Regions from separate parts of the Mus musculus genome. Here all the other regions are linked to region 3. The links are chromatin contacts, called in public HiChIP or PLAC-seq maps. All regions are on one chromosome and are shown on one strand. The core of a region is the stretch at or near the end of the contact, and the rest is flanking DNA. Distances in the headings are between cores, read along the strand shown.

Region 1 (3,418 bases), core at 572-3,071, 140 kb after region 3:
CGCAGACAAAGGACACCATGAGCAGAGGGAGACAATGGGGGCTGCAGAGGAGCAGGCACAGGCAGCTCAGGGCATGGAGCAGTGAGAGGAGCCAGCAGGAGCCCCCAGCAGCTGTGCCCTAAAGTCTGTACTGCACTTCCTGCACGGGAAGAGGGCTGGGCTCCAAGCCACTGCCCCTTCTAATGATAAGGATTTCCACTGGCTTAAGGAATAGGTTCCCCCACTGACCTCCTCTGCCTGTGTGTCTGTATATGTGTGTATCTCTGTGTGTGTGTCTGTGTGTGTGTGCCTGTGTGTGTATGCATGTCTGTCTGTATATATGTATGTATGTATGTATGTATGTATGGGTCTATATGTCTGTGTATATGTTTGTATGTCTGTATGTGTCTGTATGTCTGTGTCTATGTTTGTGTGTATGTCCGTGTGTATGTTTGTGTGTCTGTCTATATGTATGTGTGTCTGTATGTCTCTGTGTATATGTTTGTGTGTCTGTATATCTGTGTGTGTATGTGTCTATGTGTCTGTGTGTGTATGTATGTTTTGTATGTCTGTGTGTATGTCTGTCTGTGTATGTTTGTATGTCTGTGTGTATGTATGTATGCATGTGTCTGTATGTCTGTGTGTATGTTGTATGTCTATGTGTATATGTGTCTCTGTGTATGTATGTGTATGTATATGTTTGTATGTGTGTGTCTGAGTGTGTGAGAGAGAGAGAGATGAAAATGGTAACAAAGACATAAGCCCCTCCTTCCCCGTGGCTCTATTCTGCAGCTCCAGATGTCTTTCTACCTACTGAGTTAAGAATTAGCAAACAGAACAGAATGGTTTTAGGTTCTTTAAGAGTTTAGAATGTCTTGTGAAGTAAAACAAATGATTACGGGGACCAAAGAGCCTGTCCAAAGTCCTACATGAAAAAGGAAGGTGGTGAGTGGAGGTGCTCCCTGCGGAGGCCAGAGGCTCCTCACAGTGGAGAGTCCCTTGCTGTTTCCTGCTTAATTTCAAAGATAACCAGGTGGGGGGAGGCCTGTTAAAGTTACACACACACACACACACACACACACACACACACACACACACACGGGGAGGGAGAAGGAGGAGGAAGAAGAAGAGGAAGAGAAAGAGAAAAGAGAAGAGACACACACAGACACACACAGGAAAACAGGTTAATACCCCCAGGATTCCCAATCATACTTGACAGACAAGAGATTGAGGATTTGACAAACAATGTGCATAAAATCTTCCTTAACCTAGAAAACACTCAGAGGAGAGGGGAAAAAAATCAACTCAGGAGAACCGAGGTTTTAAAAGTAAACTGTAAGAAAGGAGGAATGAAATCATGCTTAGCAGACACACCAGGCTGCAGGAGCTAGAGCCAGCACTGAGACAGCTCCTGTGGCCTCGCTCTGTTTACAGAAAAACCACTACCCTACAGCTGAGGGAAGGGTGTCAGGAGAAGGGGGTTGCTCTTTTCAATAACAACAGATTGGAAAAATACTTCAGTGTAGTCAGACAACAAAGGAAACATCTTCTCTAACTGGAGAGATGCAGCATGAGTACATTTCACCCACCCTTCTGCCTCCCAAAGGAGGTTAGAAAGAGAAAGCAGAAAAACCCCCAGCCTGGAGCTGAACCTGGATACTGAGCAGCAGAAACATCTGTAGGGAGGTGGGCTCCTATTGAGTAGGACTGAAGAAGATGAGGGCCCTGCATGGGAGTCGGGCTGAAGTAAAACGCAGTTCAAGTTTACTCGCTTTCAAGCTCTGCAAACAGGAGGGAGCATGGGCCCTGTCACTCCCCCGTACAGTCTGAATCATCAGTCAGCTCCCAGTAATGACAAGACATAGCCCTGTGGCATAACTCAACCTCAAGATTGCTGTGGGAGACAGCGGCCAGTTTGAAAGCACCAGGTGAGTAAACACATCACATGCCCCTGATCTTCAGTTTTAGGCTGTGGACACCCATCATTTGCTCAAAGGTTACGGCAGAATGTCTGTGCGAAGGTTTTCTAGGTCGAAGTGGACTTTCTGGAATAAGCTGACTCTTTTTATTACAACAAACGAGATGCTGAAAAGTATTCTTCTACCTTGGCACTAGTTCTAAGGTGCCATGAGCAGAGGGGACAGATCCCTCTCCTGGCTGCATGAGTAAACAAGAAGTCACCTAGGGACATTTCAAGATACGTGGTCAGGCAGTAAAAGGACTGTTGGGATGCTATCTCATTCAACTGGGGCACTTCTGTTAGCCTTGAAAAGGTCAAACAATGGTGAACCTAGTGTCGACCAATGCAAATCAGAGTCCCATCTTCTGCCAAATTAAAATAACAAAACAGAAAATAATAATACCACAGGACTTTAGTAGTCACTCCCATGGACCTACCCTTAGCCGGGCACTATGCTGAGAGACCTGTATTTATCAACATACCTAATCTTCCCAAGAGACCCATATGCCAGGGAATATCAACTTAGTTACCACTGAGAAATTGAACCCTTGATGAAAGTGGTAAAATGGGTGCTTCGATCCCCCAACTCCTGGCACAGAAGCTCATGTGTTGAAGGCTCCATTGGTAGTAGGACATTTGTTTTTGTTTTTTAAAAAAGAGTTAAGTCATTGGAGGAATATCCTTGGAGGTCCCTGGAACCCTGGGTCTCTGGGACCCTGGCCCTTCCTAGGGTCTCTCTTTCACTTTCTAGTGACCACAAGGTAAGATATTTTCTTTTTAACATATTTTCTCCAACCTGGAATACTGCTTTGTCATAGGCCCAAAGACAGTGGGGCCTGATCATGGACTGAATCCTTAGTAACTGTGGATTCAAACCATTTCTTCTTTAATTGGCAATGACCCCAGGTGTTTTGTCACAGTGAGGGGAAACTGATGCAACTGGGAGAGAGGCAAGTGACAGCTTCGAAATGATCGATGTGAGGTCACAGATACTGTGAGACAGAGCGTGGTCCCACACAGGGTTGGGGCACACACAGAAAACATAGAAGGACCCTTGTCTGCATTTTGCTGAAGCATCCTTGCTCATAAGTTGCCGTAGGCACCAATTTGCACACAGAGAAAAGTAAGACACCGAAGAACAAGGGCTAAGAAGAGGACATAGGATTAAGAGTTTGAAGAGCTGGCTGCAGCTGAAATCCTGCCATCATCAACTTGAAGAAAATAATCTGTACTCATTAAAAAGCAGAAAAACCTAAGTGGAAATAGAACAGGCGGGTCCTTCTTAGAAATCCTGATCATTACGGCCGTTGCTTCCTGGTACTCATCTAATGCCAGTTCCTAGTAGCTGAAATAATAAGGGGTTTGAAACGCACAGCAAAGCGAGGATAGGAACTGTTAGCTTATATAATTATTTCAGGGAAGGCCATGTAAGCTATCTAGAAGGAGAAAATGACCACTGTTCTGGAACTGCGTCTTTGG
Region 2 (3,531 bases), core at 494-2,993, 160 kb before region 3:
ATGTGTGCAAATACACACACACACAAAGTAGACTAATCCAAGACTTCAAGGTCCGGATGAAAAGGACGAAAGGAACATTAGTTCTGTGTCCTTGTTCAGAATGGCAAAGCCTGCCTCATCCCGGAGCCAGTGCTCTGAAGGAGTCAAGGTGGTGGCTTCTGGGACCTGACTCCACTCTGGGCTATGGTTAGCAGTCCTAAAACAACCGTGTCTGAGGTAGTCTGTGTTCTCTTTGCTGACATTGTCTGACTTAGCTCTCTGCTGGCCTTGGCCATTACTCTCCCTGAAGACAGGCTTTTATCATGCCATGATTCTTAATAAACTGGCTTGGCATAAGTGACCAGCCGGTACAGACCTCCCTGGCCCAGCTTTGGTCTTTCTTATCCCTGGTCCTTCCACTCAGTGCCTCACTGTTATATCTGTTGGTTCAGATAATATACATACAACAATATATATTTAAAAAATAAAACAAAGCCTAGTTTTGTAGGCTTTTGTTGCTTCCACAGCAATATTCTCATGGTAGGATCACATACAAATTTTGTCTCTGCAGAAGGTCAGTAATGTCCCTGAGTGAAGCCCTGAGGAGACAACCAGCTGTGATCTTCTACCTTTCTAGAGGTAGTACCTATTTATGGCAGGATTAATCTGCCTCAAAAGAGATGCAAAAGGTTTCTGGTGAGTTGGGGACAGGGGCATGACAAGATTGACACTGGGGAGCCTTAGTACCCTGTTGGTACAAGGTCAAGGGCATCTTTAAGCCACCTGAGGAATCTAGCATGGACAGGCATGGCCTCCTGGGCAAACATGATCTTCTCCACCCAGACAGCTATGCATCATCACCAGGCTCGGGCCCAGCCCCCCAGGGCAGATGGTGTCTCTCAGACCCTTTGCATTGAACTTTGCTCCACCCTGTAGATGTGGTTAAACACCTCAGGACCCTAGAGCAGGAACTACAGATGCTCGAGGACCAGAGGCCCCACGTCCCCAGTGAAAGAGAGCGTCAAAAAATGACTAATAAGGCAGAGCAGGTGCGTAGGCTTCAGGCTTTTATTTATTTTTAATTTGTCTCTTAGGAGCTGGAGTTGAGGAATTGGGAGAGATCGGGGTGTGTGTGTGTATTTGGTAAAAAAAAAAAAAGACAGTAACTCAGTAGGCAGCTCAAGAGGGTCAATCTGGAGTCTTTGTGTGTGTGTGTGTGTGTGTGTGTGTGTGTGTGTGTGTACACAAGAACACTTAATCCTAGATCTTCAATTTACTAGGTGAATCAAGTCATCTTAGCATAGATATGAAATTAGCATAAGAACTTCACACTAGGAATTAGAGAGATCTCAGAAAGGTTTTGGGCAGAGTGAAGGGCCAAAGAGCTGGTGAAGAGGCAGAGAAAATAGAGTAGCCCAGGCTCTGAGGCTGGAAGGCTCACCGCAGGGCGAGCTGGTGTGTTTGTGTATCTGTATGTCTGTGTAGGGTGTGTGTCTGTGTAGGGTGTGAGTCTGTGTAGGAAGTGTGTGTAAGGTGTGTGTCTGTGTAGGGTGTGTGTCTGTGTAGGGTGTGTGTCTGGGGTGTGTTCAGAAAGAAACAGATATGGTTCTGTGCCAGCAGCCCAGCCTTGCCTGCTTCTGTGGTTTTCTCTTCCAGTGCAAAGGTTGTTACTCAACCTTGAATCCTGCTTTTTTTTTCTTTCCCAATCCTGTTGACTCAACTCTGTTGCCTTTATAAAGGAGAAGACCAGCCCCTCAGGGTCCTAAAGCACCTATGCTCTTCATCTGACTTCCTACAAACAGTTCTGTGAAAGAGATCAGAGAGTGAAAGAAAGATGGCCGGGGATTCAAGCCTGCTGGCTGCAGTCTCTCTTCTCTCTGCCTGTCAGCAAAGTAAGAACACTGGAGCTGTGTGTGTGCACGGGTGTATGTGTGTGCACACGTGTGTGTGTGTGTGTGTGTGTGTGTGAGAGAGAGAGAGAGAGAGAGAGAGAGAGAGAGAGAGAGAGAGAGAGATTGCTTCAGTGTTTAGGTTTCATGCCTGCATTTTGTTGGTAGTTCTGGGTGCCCAGCAGACAGTTGCTCAGAGTGGCTTGCCCACTCCTTCCCCGAGATGGGTAGAATTTGAGGATGTTCTCTCTGGGATGTTGTGGGCCTCTGAGCCCAGTGACTCTATCATTTATGGTGACAGTTCATATCTCAGTGCCGGGAGCCCCAGGAGTCTCAGGCAGGGCCGTGAGCACATAAAAATGGAGAGCACAGACAGCCGTTAGGCATGTTCACCAGGAAACTATTCCTGTCTCTAAAGTTGGTTGTAAACATTTAAAGCATTTTTGTTTCGTTTTGTTTTGTCTTTAAGAAAAATTGCCCATGGCAGATTTGATCACCAGGGTAAAGTTCTGCAGAAATATGCAGTTTAGATTACATAATGAATTCTAAATATTACAAGATATCTCCACTAGGATGACTTCACATCCACCTCGGCCTGGATAAATGGAGACTCTGTCTGCCCAGGAGCGAAGTTCCTCAACTCATGCTACCTTCCTTCCATGCTTAGTGAACAGTTGCTTACCAAGAATGCCTGTTTATTCTTTCTGGGGTGCATCTTCCAGATACCTGGGTTGAGAGCTGGGGATAGTGCAGGCTGCACACCGCCGGGAGGAAATGACTGCTCTGTTTAGTGGGAGAGCAGGGTCTCCGCACTCGCGCAGTGGCTAGCCTAGCCAGTCTGCTTTGTGGATAAGGGAAACTGTGCTTTTGTGGACTAGAGCAGGAATTTGCTACCAACCCCTGGAGAATTTGGGTCTAAGCAAACAGTGTACCTTGGTCTTGCAGTTACAAGGGGGGGCAACAGGGACAAGGGCTACATGTCCCTTCCCACAGAGACTCTATCCCCACAGAGAGCCTTTTGTGTGTTGACTCATGCTGAGGACACTGTGTGCTGGGACCAGGCATGAGGCAGTTCGATGGTGATGGAAGACGAGAACAGGAAGAGAAGAGACCAGAAAAATGATGTTTGTGGCAGAAAAAAAAAGTTTAATTGTTGGGGGTGGATCGCAGAGAGAGAGAGGGAGAGAGAGAGAGAGAGAGAGAGAGAGACACGGAGACAAAGAGACAGAGAGATACTGTTTAGCCAGCCACTTCAACAGAAGTTTGTTGTTCACAGAATTAGGACACCTAATTCATTCAGGCTTTTAAGACAGACCCACCAAGATCTGTGTAGTCCACCTTTCCGGAAGTGCACCCGGACCTGTGTGGTTCAGCCTTCCGGAAGCTGACTGCTCCAGGCCAGGATTTTCTGCTTTTCCATCTCCTCAGCACAGAAAGTTAAACAGGATCCTGAGTAGGAAGTACCTCCGTGGTGACTGGCCCAGAATAGGTCCTTACCACTGTTCCCCTCCTAAACTTCTTATCTGCACAGAGAAGCTGCCAAATAGAGAAGTGGCTTCCCCGGGGGAAGGCTCTGTGATTGAGTGGTCCTCGGTGGTGGAGGAAGTATCCCCTTGTACTGTCCCTAGCACACAAACATCCCCCCAGCCCCAGGAAAGAGGAA
Region 3 (3,482 bases), core at 511-3,010:
CACTTGCTGAGGTCTTTGGACACAAGAGTTGGAAAGTCAGAGACGCTGAATACAGAAGAGACCTCAGCACCATCTCGGGGTTGAGAATGCAGTCTGATGTCCACACCGCTTTAGTTCAGTGTGTGACATATAAGCTGCACTCAAGAGTTATCAGTAGGTTTGCTACTAGTTCATGCTTGGATCCCCGTGTGCAAATTGAGGGGTGGGTGGGAATTGAGGCCTCTTCAAATTCAGAGAGACCAAATGACTAGAAAATGTATGGATTGTAAACACAATTGTTCAGCCTTGATTTCAGCAGATGTTCTAACCCTATGCTAACCCTAATGTCCATGTGACCCAGGGGTGAGCATCTGGGTGGACTGGATGTGCCCTCCCAGGTCTACAGAATCAATGATGCTATACGACAGAGCACTGTATAGAACAATTCCTTCCATGTTCCATGTCGCCGCCAGAGACATTTTCATGGACAAACCCGCGCTGACGACTCATTGGTCCAGGAGTGGCACCAGAAGACTGCAGTGCCAAACCAGAGTCCCCAGGTCAAGAAATTTGCGTCTCAAGTGATCACTATGCAATGTCACTTAGAGTAGGTGCTTTTGAGAGAACCAGGCCACTCGTGTGCTGCACGCTGGAACCACGGATGTGGGTTACCTAGGCTTTATCTAGATGGCAGCTGTCACACCGGTTATTCTGGTAGGATGGCCTGCTGTGTTTGTTGGCTCTAGCCTAGGTGGGGAATCATGGACTTACTCTAGGACATATGGTCACGGTTCTCAATCTCCCTCCACAGCCTCCGAACTTTTGCTAACTCATCCATGTGCTCTCGCCCAGAAGAAAGGGAAACCAAGCTTACTTAATCGCTGACCTCCATCCACATTCAATTTGAGACAATGGATTTGAGCCTGGAAGTCTGTGTCTTAGGTGCCTTCAGCAGTAGAGACGGGCACATTCCGATGGCTGAGGCTTCCAAGAGAGCTGTTTGAGGATGAATGGGGTGTCGCTGGAGCAGGTGTTATATATTAAGTGATCCTGTCCTCCTTCTATTTGAATATGAGCCTCATCCCATGCTACCTGCTGGTAGGTAATAAATCTCAGGGCCTGACACTTCTGGAGGTCTGGGCAAATGAAGCTCCCGCAAGATAAAGTGCATTTCAGGCAAAGAGATGAACCGGTGTCAGAACAAAAACTTTATCAATGCATATATCAGAGAAAAGAAAGCTGTCCTCGAAAAATGGCTTCAGGAGGGCTTTACAGTTAGAGTCATTTCCAAAAGGCCCCTCTTCATTTTCTGCCTCTTTTACAGCACACATACTAGATTGATCAGCCTAGGCACACACCTGCATCAAAGCAGACTGGCCTTTTCTATTATGTATTTTTTAAAAACACAAGAGATTCAACCAAGAAGGGAAAATAATCAAAATATGATGTTTCATAGTGCCCAAACCTTGTGTTTTGTAGCCACTTTATAAAGGTGTATAAGCACACATTCCACACTTCTAAAGTCTGCTATGATTCAGGGAGACTAGCTCAGGTTAGTAAAGAAGAAATTACTGGTTTTAATATTCATCTGGCAGCACAAATTTTTATGAGGCCATAGGAATGCAAAATAAACTCATAATGAGAAAAATAATTATAGGCTTCTTCATCTAAGAGCCTTATAAAAATGGTTATATCCCAAATGAAGGCTCAGGAACTCTGAGTCACCCTTCAGGGCTGTTTACATAGCATTCCGCCCGAGTGTGCTGCCATGTGCTGTCTCCGTCAGGGCCTGTTTGCTAATGGAATTCCACGGGCGCCTGCGTCTTTCAGGATCAATACATCCCTACAAAACTGCCGCTGAGCACCTGTTTGGGGGCAAGCCCTTGTCTAAGGTTTCAGTACCTGGGAAGGAAAAGAGCAAAGGAAACAGGCACCCAGCACAAAGCATGTTCTATAACCCGGACGCCTGTCGGTTGGTCTAGTTAGAGGCGGCAACAGAAAGACTAAGGCTTTGATTGTATGTGAAGTTCCAATTCAAAAGGGAGAAGAGAAGAGGACTCTGGGAAGGTGCATCCTGATGACGAAAAGGTGTGGCTAAGCACCTGCAATGCCGGGAAGCCTTTGTGGGCCTCAGCTCTCTCCTCCAGCTCACAGTCCTTCTGGGAAGGCTGGGTGAACATGGCTGCTCCGTCAACCGTCGCTGAGAGGAGAGGGAATGGATGGCTCCATCTTGATGCTCTCTACATAGGGTAAGGTAGACTCCAAGCCACCCGTCCGAGGCATGTGAAATTATGAAATGGGTGAAGGAATTGGAGTGACAGGGCAGCCATGCAAGGCCTGGACCTTCAAAAAGGCAACCCTACACTTGTAAATGTCGGGGACTACTGGGATACTCTGGCACCCCATCCTATCCATTCGGAATTAGCACATCAACAGTCATAGCCTTTACTATTATTGGGGGATATAATCTGTAACTCTAAAGAAACCGCAACTAATAAACCATATCTGAATGATGTTTCGTAACATTAACAGATGCTTAAGGCAACAATAAATCTAACGCACAAAAAGGAGGAAAATTGGTTTCTCAGTGTTGATGTAGTTCTGAATTTTAAATTCTAGTAGTGGAAAAAAAACTGAATGAAAACCACCACAAGGCAACAGAAAGACAACATCAAAGAGGGTTAATTAGCATAACGAAGCATTGTGACTTAAACAATGAATGGGACCTGAAGCAAGGAGGCGCCACAGATATTAGCGATGTTAACACCAAAAAGAAAGGAGAGAGAAGTCAGCTTCCTCTACAGTTGGTTGAGTGTGGGCAGAGGTGGGGCGGGCAAACACTCAGAGATCAAAGAAGACAGGCTAGAGAACTGTGCCCCCTGTAGGAGTCCAGTAAAGATGGAGGTCTCAGTATGTGCTCTTGACTCATGGCACCTGCAAAGCCACAGTGACAAGGAGACAGGCAATGAAGGGGAAGCTTGCTTGCTCCTGCACAAGATGGGAGTCTCCCCACACCATGCCCCCATGAGCCTGAACGGAACGTCTCGTCACAAGAGTCTCATGCTGGTTGGTGTTTAAGAAACCAATAAAAGGCTGTAGGGATGTAGTGTGCAACTCAGGCATGGGAACATGAGTTGGAATTCCCAGCATCCATGTGAGAAAAGGCAAGGGGTGGTGTTCACACCTCTATAACCCCGAGGTGAGGAATGTGGAGAGGAGGTACTTACTTGGTACTTACTGACCTAGTCTCAACGGGTAAAACTAAGAGACCCCGTCTCAAAAAACAGAGGCGAATAGTGACAGAGGAAGACGACACCTAAGGTTGATCTCTGGCTTCCGCATGCATGCCCACGCGCGTGAACACACATGCACCATATAATATAAGCTTGCGTTCTCATAACGGGACTCAATACAGTGATAGCGGGTCTTCTTGCCTATTGTCTCCGTCTAAGAGTCATTGCCGTGCATCTTCACGATTTCAGAACTACAGAGCTGGGACATTA
Region 4 (3,222 bases), core at 136-2,635, 220 kb after region 3:
CCAGGAATACAGCACAAGAGAAACCCCCTTGGGGGACAGGAGCCTACTAAGACCTAGTGGCTGATGGGGTGAGACACAAACAACCCACCAGGGTGGGAGTGGCCGAGGGGCTTCCTCGAAGGGGAGGCCCACTCCGGCTGGGCTGTGGTCCTTTTCGGGCCTCTTCACTGGGGCAACCGAGAAGACGAAACATCTCGCTTAAAACATCGCGTCGGTTCCAAATAATGATGGCGATAATTAAAAAGCAACAGAAATTTAGCTGTGGAGCGATTGTGGACAGGAGGCAAGGTAATGTACAGAAGCCGGTCACAATGAACGATTACTAAGTCAGGACAAGCAAGAGAGACAGAAGCCAAAGCAGAGAACCCTCATTTTAGGCCACACTGCTCTTTCAAGCAACGAGGGGGGGGGGGTGGAGTCAGGTAGTGGCGGGATGGGGGTTGGGGGAGGGGCACTTAACCCTTTGCTAGTTCCGCCCTAAAATCCCTGGGAACTTGGGAGCCTCCTCAGCTAGCCCTGAGTGGGCACACCAGAGCTTGCTTTTGTGGTCTCTTGGATTTTAGGTCGGTAGCAAGTCTCTGCCTTTTAAAAGAAGACATGTAGGCTTGGCACAGTGCCACCTCGATCCCCTCACTAGGCTGACTGAGGCTGGAGGATCCTGAGTTACAGGCCAGTCTGGGATACATAAGAAGGAGGTCTCAAAGCGTGCCCTGTCCTCCCCCCAAAACATTCCTTAAAGGCACAGCCAGGTATGAGATGAACCAGAAAAGAAAACAACAACAACAACCACCATTTATGAATCCTCCTGTGGAGAGTCAGGTTTGGCAAAGATGCCCTCCCTTGAAGGGTGAATGGAAGTGGATCTCAGCCTCTTAGGGTTTGGTTTTCTCTGCCTCCCACACAAAGGCAACATTTCCTGCACTGTATTATAGTTTTTATTCCTAAAGTTTTAAGCCATTCCTGTCTACCCAGGCAACTTTATAGCTGAAGTGAATTAACTTAGCTGGGGGTGGGGGGGGGGTCTTCATTTGGAAGTGGATCTACCTGAGGAATACACACATACACACACACACACACACACACACACACCCTGACCACACAAGGTAGAGAAAGAAAAGAAGCAGAGAAGAAAGCTGTGGGAAGGCAGCTCCCGCAGGACACCGTAGGACTACTGTGACGACGGACCAGCCGGAGGGGTAGGGAGCCAACTTCAGTCTGTGAGCCAGGAGGCTATAAGAAGCACGCTCCCTCTGACATTCCATCCTCCACAACTCCAGCAACCACAGGAGGAGGGCCTAAGCCGGAAGAGACCTGTTCTAGCTGGATCTATCTCCGCCTGTCTCTAGGTTGAAAATAAAACTCTGAACTTCTCTGCCAATGAGCTCTGCCAGGCCCGATGACGTCCCGGCACGTCAGTTCTATTTGCAGGCAAGGTCCCTGTGCACCAGGTGAGGAGGAGTCTGGGCAGAGGACTCTGGGATGGTGGGCCTGACTTCCCACTGTGCACAGCCGAGATCTGAAAAGAGCTGCCGGGGTGCTAGTAATTGCACACGTCAGCGAGAGCTGTGCAAAGGAGAGTGGGCTCAGAGAGAGCTAATTGCTATCCTCGGGCTATGTGCTCCTTGTTGAATACCAGAGCGGGAAATCTGATCTGTGCAAAGCAAAGGAAAATCACCAGTAAAATAAAACAAGGAGGCAGCCTGCCCACGCTGGCCACAGACTCCCATTTGTCCTTCCCTCATCTACCGTCATCCTTATTATTAAGAAAATCTATAAATCTGGAACTCTTAGATTTCTTTCTCTTTTCTGTCACTGGGGACAACTGAGCACAGAGACTGGCTCCTCAGATAATGGTGGCCCCAAATGAAGCTCCTAAGGATCCCGAGAGTCTAACTTTCTCCTCCTTTTCATGTCTGTTTGCAAGGATTTATAATCATCGTCATCACCATCATTATCGTCTAAGCAGAACCACCATTTGAACCTCTCCTTCCTTGCTTTCTCCCACTTCCTCGGTCAGTGTCTTAGCTCATTAATTCCTGGCTCTCTGGATCCTGAAGTGTGCGATAAGCTGCTCTTTTTCTTTTGTCTCAAGGCCAAAAAGACTTTCTGGAGAGGCAAGCTCCACAAGTCCGGCCCTCCCGGCCGTGAGTGACAGCTTAGAGGAGCTTTGGCAGCCTGCCACCGATAGCCAAGAACACAGAGCCGTCCAATCAGCAGCATGAATCCCTTCCTACTGCGACACGGGGGCAGCCTTTCTTCAGCTTGGCTGCTGACACCCAAGGATCTCAGAGTTGCCTCCGCCTGTGATCCTGCCTCTTCCTCAAAGGACCTCACAGTGTACGGACCTTGGGTTCATCCTTCTGCGGTGGTTCCGTCAGATTCAGTTTAATCATGGGAAGAGCTTTAGCTCCTCCCACTTCACACTCCACGCATTTCCTGCTCCCCCTGTCTTGACAGAGCAAAAATCAATGACTCTGCCACTGTGGGTTATCCAGGGTGATAGCAAGAGCCTGTCTTGGATCTCAGTGCCTCCCCACAGACCTGCACACCCCAAACTGGAAACCATGAGTTCTTTCTAAAGAGACCTTTCTAAAGAGACTGATGGTCCACCAATCCTTCAGGCTGGGCTCCTATTCCCTCCTCATCTCCCATCTCTAAAAGCAAAAGCTTTTTGCATTTTATTTCACTCACATTTCTCAAATCCAGCTCCCAGCACCCTGAGATGAGGGCACAGCCCCTTAGCTCAGCCCCGAGCCCTCCTCTGTGTCTCTTGCCCAACACCAGGAGAGAGCTAACACTAATGCCCCACTTGTTCCAAGGCCTTCCGCGTGGCATCTGAAAGCTGTTCCCTTCCAGTATCGCCAAGCTTAGTCCTGCCTGCATCAATCTCCTGCTGCACTAGGGATCTCCCATGCCCTGCTCAGTCTCCGTTATTCCTCGTACCACTTCACCCAGCTAAACCCACGGCTTTGCTCAAGAGCTCCCCAACTGCATGCTGGGCTCGGTGATGCTCTTCCTGGCTCCTGGAACTCTAAGACACATCTCTGTCATTGCACGGAGCTCCTCCGGATTGTGTCCACTCTCACAGTCTAGCCTCAGAACCTAGTGACACACCGTGGACACCTGTTACACACAGGAGACTCTCAGCATTTGGGATATTGGATTTGGACTTTCAGATTACTGGGTAATGCCATCTGTTTCTTACCACGGGGCAATCAGTCA

Evidence for each region. HiChIP or PLAC-seq counts read pairs in DNA pulled down with a chosen protein or histone mark.
Region 1: a FOXA1 HiChIP or PLAC-seq map of pancreatic cancer cells shows a contact between it and region 3. The contact joins two enhancer-like sites. A contact is called at or near these places in 1 of 15 datasets of contacts at CTCF or cohesin (the NIH/3T3 cell line), 1 of 484 Hi-C or Micro-C datasets (the G1E-ER4 cell line) and 3 of 115 datasets of contacts at active chromatin or transcription factors (embryonic stem cells, extraembryonic endoderm stem cells and pancreatic cancer cells).
Region 2: a contact with region 3 is called in a FOXA1 HiChIP or PLAC-seq map of pancreatic cancer cells. The contact joins the promoter of Mgst2 here to the enhancer-like site in region 3. A contact is called at or near these places in 1 of 15 datasets of contacts at CTCF or cohesin (the NIH/3T3 cell line), 2 of 115 datasets of contacts at active chromatin or transcription factors (extraembryonic endoderm stem cells and pancreatic cancer cells) and 2 of 9 other capture datasets (embryonic stem cells and pancreatic islet).
Region 4: an HNF4G HiChIP or PLAC-seq map of pancreatic cancer cells shows a contact between it and region 3. The contact joins two enhancer-like sites. A contact is called at or near these places in 6 of 115 datasets of contacts at active chromatin or transcription factors (bone marrow-derived macrophages, cardiomyocytes, embryonic basal ganglia and 3 more) and 1 of 9 other capture datasets (embryonic stem cells).

What each region holds. Positions count from the first base shown.
Region 1 is chr3:51,964,235-51,967,652 of GRCm38.p6, forward strand. The region is part of intron 1 of Maml3 (mastermind like transcriptional coactivator 3); the gene reads right to left. Among named protein-coding and RNA genes, the nearest start is that of Maml3, 140 kb to the right of the region's middle. Within about 2 kb of position 1,822, at least 54 of the 459 cell types and tissues checked have an H3K27ac peak or open chromatin away from gene starts, as enhancers often do. A contact at or near this core is called in pancreatic cancer cells, where this site is marked.
Region 2 is chr3:51,659,436-51,662,966 of GRCm38.p6, forward strand. It overlaps Mgst2 (microsomal glutathione S-transferase 2), which reads left to right and starts at 1,744. Exons shown (of 5, transcript NM_174995.3): 1 at 1,744-1,871. The coding sequence starts at 1,814.
Region 3 is chr3:51,823,966-51,827,447 of GRCm38.p6, forward strand. The region is part of intron 2 of Maml3 (mastermind like transcriptional coactivator 3); the gene reads right to left. Among named protein-coding and RNA genes, the nearest start is that of Gm46803, 120 kb to the left of the region's middle. Within about 2 kb of position 1,761, at least 14 of the 459 cell types and tissues checked have an H3K27ac peak or open chromatin away from gene starts, as enhancers often do. A contact at or near this core is called in pancreatic cancer cells and pancreatic islet, where this site is marked.
Region 4 is chr3:52,044,881-52,048,102 of GRCm38.p6, forward strand. The region is part of intron 1 of Maml3 (mastermind like transcriptional coactivator 3); the gene reads right to left. Among named protein-coding and RNA genes, the nearest start is that of Maml3, 59 kb to the right of the region's middle. Within about 2 kb of position 1,386, at least 377 of the 459 cell types and tissues checked have an H3K27ac peak or open chromatin away from gene starts, as enhancers often do. A contact at or near this core is called in pancreatic cancer cells, where this site is marked.